2 separate regions of the Mus musculus genome follow, and region 1 is linked to region 2. A link is a contact called in public Hi-C data. All regions are on one chromosome and are shown on one strand. The core of a region is the stretch at or near the end of the contact, and the rest is flanking DNA. Distances in the headings are between cores, read along the strand shown.

What was found. A called contact is a pair of places that touch in the nucleus more often than the background predicts.
Region 1: a contact with region 2 is called in a Hi-C map of bone marrow-derived macrophages, with 12 read pairs. The contact joins two enhancer-like sites. A contact is called at or near these places in 4 of 39 promoter capture datasets (the C10 cell line, cranial neural crest, liver and 1 more), 3 of 484 Hi-C or Micro-C datasets (CD4 T cells, CD8 T cells and bone marrow-derived macrophages), 6 of 115 datasets of contacts at active chromatin or transcription factors (astrocytes, bone marrow-derived macrophages, embryonic hindbrain and 3 more) and 1 of 9 other capture datasets (macrophages).

What each region holds. Positions count from the first base shown.
Region 1 is chr10:42,463,026-42,465,976 of GRCm38.p6, reverse strand. The region is part of intron 1 of Afg1l (AFG1 like ATPase); the gene reads left to right. Among named protein-coding and RNA genes, the nearest start is that of Afg1l, 14 kb to the left of the region's middle. Within about 2 kb of position 1,621, at least 78 of the 459 cell types and tissues checked have an H3K27ac peak or open chromatin away from gene starts, as enhancers often do. A contact at or near this core is called in bone marrow-derived macrophages, where this site is marked.
Region 2 is chr10:41,825,218-41,828,211 of GRCm38.p6, reverse strand. All of the region lies in intron 1 of Sesn1 (sestrin 1), which reads right to left. Among named protein-coding and RNA genes, the nearest start is that of Sesn1, 16 kb to the right of the region's middle. Within about 2 kb of position 1,456, at least 25 of the 459 cell types and tissues checked have an H3K27ac peak or open chromatin away from gene starts, as enhancers often do. A contact at or near this core is called in bone marrow-derived macrophages, where this site is marked.

The DNA.
Region 1 (2,951 bases), core at 372-2,871, 640 kb before region 2:
AGAGATATAGGCTCTTTAAAATGAATGACAAATGTATAGTTACAGGTTGACCAAAACAAAACAAAGAGCCAGGCAGTGGTGGCACAGGCCTTTAATCCCAGCACTCGGGAGGCAGAGGCAGGTGGATTTCTGAGTTTGAGGCCAGCCTGGTCCACAGAGTGAGTTCCAGGACAGCCAGGGCGATACAGAGAAACCCTGACTTGAAAAACCAAAAACCAAAACAACCAACCAAACAACCAAACAGAACAGTGGTGAGATTTTTCTGTTCTGCGCTGTATGGTGGGTAGAGGTGCCTACCCCAAGCCCAGTGACCTGGGCTATTCCCAAAACTCACAGGGTAGAAGGAGAGACTGGACTGCCAAAAGTTGTCCTCTATAGTTTAAAAAATTCAAGAGATTGGTGTATTCCAGGTATGTCCAGGTGTGTCCCAGGCACGGCTCTTTCACTGTTGTTGGGTTTTGGCTTTTTGTTTTGTTTATTTTATCTTGTTTTGATGAGGAGACAGAGATCGAGACAGTCTCCTTATTCCAAGCTGCCTTCGAACTCTAGCTTGTAACTGATGATGACCTTGAACGCTTGGTCCTCCAGCTGCCTTCCCCTCCCAAGTGCAGGGAAATGGGCCTTTTTTTTGTTTGTTTGTTTGTTTTGTTTTGTTTTTCGAGACAGGGTTTCTCTGTGTGTAGCCCTGGCTGTCCTGGAACTCACTCTGTAGACCAGGCTGGCCTTGAACTCAGAAATGCCTGCCTCTGCCTCCCGAGTGCTGGGATTAAAGGCGTGCGCCACCACGCCCGGCGAAATGGGCCTTTCTATTGGAGCATTTCACGTCTATTTACACATTTGGTAGTCAGGAGCTCTTTATCGCTTTCTTTCTGGGTGTGGCGAGCGTTTGTGCTTGTGTAGCACGTGAGTGTTCTCGTGAGAGGGAACCAGAGGTTCTGTCCTGTCTTCTTCCTTTGCACTCTCCCTTGCTTTTCAAGACAGGATCTTTCACAGAACCTGGCGCTCATAGATTGGCTAGTCTGGTGATTAGTGAGTTCTAGGATCAATTGGCTCTGCCTTCCCCGGGCTGGGCTTATAGTCTGTACTGTAGGTGGCTGCTGGGGACCCTGACTGAGGATCTCAAGCTCGGCTGGCTGGCAGGCACTTTACCATAGAGCCCCTCCTTCATTACTTTCTAAGGGATTTGGGGAAAGATTTGTTTATTTTGTGAATTGATTGGGAATAATTGCTAATTTATAACATTTTATTTCTCCTTATGCTTCTCTCGTGTTTTGCATATGCCTTTGTGAAAGATTTTCTGTTTTTCATAAAGACCTTGCATATTGATTAGTATCAATTCTTAGACTTTTTTTTTTTAATCTCATTTTCTAAGATAGGATCCCACTGTATAGTCCCTGGCACCTCCTTCCACTTGATTCCAGAGCCATACTGAACTGGGTTGAGAGTGTGCACACACTGAGTTCCTGAGCCTCCTGGCCTGCCTGGGTGCCGCCTCCCTTCCTTCCCTGGCTGAATTCTTTCTGTCCTTTGATCTCAATGGAAGGATCATTTCCTCTCACCCCTTCCTTAACTTCCTGACCTAGGCTGCTATCTTTGGCTCTGTGATCTCACAGCTCAGTCCTTCCTGGTCCTTCCCCTCGCTGCAGAGCAGTGTTTTGTCTGAGTGTGTGCTTTTCTGAGAGTGCAGTTACAGGCCGTTTAGCTCATGGTGGATGGTAGTGGATGGCATTCGCAGTGCCGTGCTGTGCACAGAGCTTTGTACTGTAGACACTTCATTTTTCCAGTTCCTGTACTGCTAAATAAATTCTTTTGTTGAATGTGTTTTTTGTTTTGTTTTGTTTTTTGGTCGATCCTCCCCCCCCCCCCCCCCCCACCACCACCACAGGGTTTCTCTGTGTAGCCCTGGCCATTCTGGAACTCTGTAGACCAGGCTGGCCTCCAACTCAAAAATCCGCCTGCCTCTGCCTCCCAAGAGCTGGGATTAAAGGCCTGCACCACCACTGCCCAGCTTTGTTGATTCTTTTACAGACAGTTAAGGACTTTTTCTGAGACAGGGTCTGGCTAGGTAGCCAGGCTGCTCTCAGATTTTCTTCTGCTTCTGCAGCTGAGAGGCTGAGATGACACAAGGTGCTTAACATATCCAGCTAAGTCTTTTTTGCTTTTGTGACAGAGTCTTGCTGGGTAGCCCAGGTTGGTCTCAAAATTGTGGCAATCCTCCTGCCCCAGGCTCTCAAGTGTTGGGATGGTAGATGTGTTCCACACCCGGCTTCCAGCTAACTTTTTACACTTAAACACACTGTGGTCAAATTCTGTGTCAGCAGGTTCATCTGTTTGTTGTAGCCACCGAGATTTTGAGTTTCCTTTGTGATCTGACCTAATTTGGTGTCAGCTTCACATTGGAGGTCATAGTGGGGGGTCATAGCCATAGCAGAGGTCATAATGGGGGTCATAGCCATAGCAGAGGTCATAGTGGGGATCATAGTGGGGGTCATAGCCATAGCAGAGGTCATAATGGGGGTCATAGCCATAGCAGAGGTCATAGTGGGAGGGGGGTCATAGTCATAGCAGAGGTCATAGTGGGGATCATAGTGGGGGTCATAGCCATAGCAGAGGTCATAGTAGAGGTCACAGCCATAGTAGAGGTCATAATAGAGGTCATAGCCATAGCAGAGGTCATAGTGGTGGTCATAGCCATAGCAGAGGTCATAGTGGGGGCTCATAGCCATAGCAGAGGTCATAGTAGAGGTCACAGCCATAGTAGAGGTCATAATAGAGGTCATAGCCATAGCAGAGGTCATAGTGGGGGGTCATAGCCATAGCAGAGGTCATAGTGGGAGGGGGGGGTCATAGCCATAGCAGAGGTCATAGTAGAGGTCACAGCCATAGTAGAGGTCATAATAGAGGTCATAGCCATAGCAGAGGTCATAGTGGGGGGTCATAGCCATAGCAGA
Region 2 (2,994 bases), core at 207-2,706:
ATAAAAGACCTTCAAGGAGAGGTCCAGCTAAGCCATGCCATAGAAATCTCAAGATAACAAATATGTGTGGTTTCCAACCACCAAAAGCATTCTGGATCAGTAGGTTAAATTGAGTTGTTAAAGCTCTTCAAACTCGCCAGAGGGACTGCAGCTAGTGAGTGAGGGTGTTGCGCTTGGCTATGACCGGGTCTCCAGTTACCACCCAAGCCTGGATGCTACTTCTGCATTTGGTACAAGTGACACTTCCTTTGTAAGATTAGGTCCTTATCAGGTCAGAGACAAAGTCACTGTCTCCTACCCAGGGGCTGCTGTACCTTCTTCAACATCCGCAGGTATAGGGCATCTGAGCAGGTCTCCTACCTCCATCTTTAGCATAATGCCCAAGTGCATGTGTGGTTTCCAACACAAACCTCTTGACAGAGTATTATTAACTTTATACTGTTTTCTATTTATTATTGGCCAGCTGGCATGGAAACACACCAGTAATTTAACAAGCATTGTTGCGCCAATGCACACAGGACAGACATCAGTCCTAGCTGAGGGTGGAAGATTAATTCTGATCTAGGCAGGATTCAAAGGCTTCCTTGGTTCAGCCCCCTTTCAAGCGGGCATCAACAGCACAAATGAATGGATTTAAATGCTAAAAAAAAAGGCATTTTAGGAACTAGAAGCTTACAAGTCCATTTGGCCACCTCCATCTTTGATTCTGGATGGGAAACTCTGCAATGGGAAGCTGGGGGCACACACCTGAAACGCTGGCACATGGGAAGCAGACTCGGATGGTCATGAAGTTGAGGACAGCCTGGCCTATACTGAAAGAGCCTGTTTCAGGACAGCACAAACCAAAGCTGCCAGGCCTGGAAGCACAGGACTAGAACTAACACGTGGCAGGCAGGTAGAGACATGGAAGGTCAGAAGTTTAAGACTGCCCTGCTCTCAGCACACAACCAATTCCAAGGCCAGACTGAGCTATGGGAGGCCCTGCCTTAAAAATCAAAGCAAGACAGCTTTCACAGGAGTCCTAGTTACAAGTTCTCACGAGCTTTGCAGATGGAGCAAAAGGGAAACAATGATCAGGTCAAAACTCACTCTGCAGGCAAGATCAAGAGGGCCAGAGCTACCTGGCCAGCCAGTCATCAGGGGCTAGGCTTGGGCATGTTGGGGATAGAAAGAGCGCACGCTTGTGTAAAGATAAGCTGAGGAGGGAAGTCAATTATCACATTAGGGTTTATTTGCTCTACTAAGCTATCTTTATTATCTCAAGCTGCCCTCATCATCCCTTGCTCTAAATTACTATTAATTCTCTATGTCATGTAATCTTTCCACATTGATTTTAAATTGTTTTTTTTAAAAACTGAGGTAATATATGCCTGTTATGAGAGAGTAGGAACTAAACACGCTACCTCAGAATTAACAGGCTGAAGGAGGCTAGTCTGCAGGAAAGGGGAAGTCTCCCTCCTGTGGCCCATCTAAGAAATCAAGTACAAACAGGAGCAGAGAGCTACGAAGCCCAACACTGGGTGACTCAATGCTTCTGTGGCTTCCCTTGGCTCCCGAGTCACTTCCACTCTGGGGAGAACTCTTTCCTTGCTTACTAAGAACTCACAGAGACCCACCTGCCTCTGCCTCCCATGTGCTAGTATTAAAGGAGTGCGCCACCAGAGCCTGGCCTGAGCCTATTTACTTATTTATAAAAATGTAGAACTTACCACACAGAATTGTAATTATAAAATTATAGACACTACAGGAAAATAGCCTTCAAAGAACATGCATAGATAGTTGTGTAAATTATTCTAGAACATAGATGAAACCTCCAAACATTAAAAGGTACAGCAAGAGCTGTGCTTGCAACTGGGTGTGGTGGTATTTGCCTATAATAAGCCCAGCACTATAAAAGGACAGGAGAGAGGAGTATGAATTGAGGCCAGCTTGTTCTATAAAGTGAATTCCAGGCCTACTCGACACCAAACTGAACAAACCAACAAACAAACCCCCGAGAGGCACTCTGCAGATGTGTGTGTCCCTCCACGCCTGGCAGTGCCTCCCTCTAGGACACTGGAGCCCAAGGCAAGCTTCTGAGGCCTTCCAATCTCTGACACAATCAGAACGTTAGTCTAGGCTGACATGAGGAGTGCATACACACATGTATACCAGGAGATGCTTCTATCAAACTGTATAGCTCACTAAAATGCTACATAGTCTACATATGAAATGTCACCACGGTAGTACAGAATACGCATTCAGTAAAAGTATGACTGTAATTACAAACAATTCAAACTTAACCTCATCTCCCCCCTCCCCCCCCAAAAAAAACAACCACAGCTTATATTTTGGTTCTTGCAAATTTCCTAATTATCCTCCTGCTTAAAAAAAAATGTGTGTGTGTGTGTGTGTGTGTGTGTGTGTATTTGGGGTGGGGGAGATGTTCCAGTTGCAGGGCATCTGCTGCCCTCTTCTGACCTCCTCAGGTACCAGGGGATGCATGTGGTGTACACACATTCATAAAAGCAAACATTCATCACACAAATCAATCTTAAGAAACAACCACCTATGACTGTATTCAAATATATTATAGATAAAACATTTTATCAGCAGCCACACTGCTTATTAACATATTATCATACAATTTTAACTTAGTCACAATCTTGATTTATTCTTACTGTTTTCCTTGAACTCACTTGAAAATTCATGAGAGCATTTTCTACTTAAAAACAAACAAACAAACACCCTCTTTAGTGCCAGAATAGTGTCAGACACAAAAGAAGATTTTAAAAACTTTCTTTTTAAAGGCACACTCATGTAATGGCAGATGTTGTAGGACTTAGGAAACTCCGTTCCCTACTACTAAGAACTCTAGGAAAGGGAGAGAAGCACCATTCAGTTCCCTTCCGGCCAGGGAATAGAAGCCTTCCCTCTGACATGCCAGAGTACAGCGGTAGCTGCTGCAGGCCACACCGCACTTGCTGCCAAGCCTGCTAACCTGAGCTTCACCAC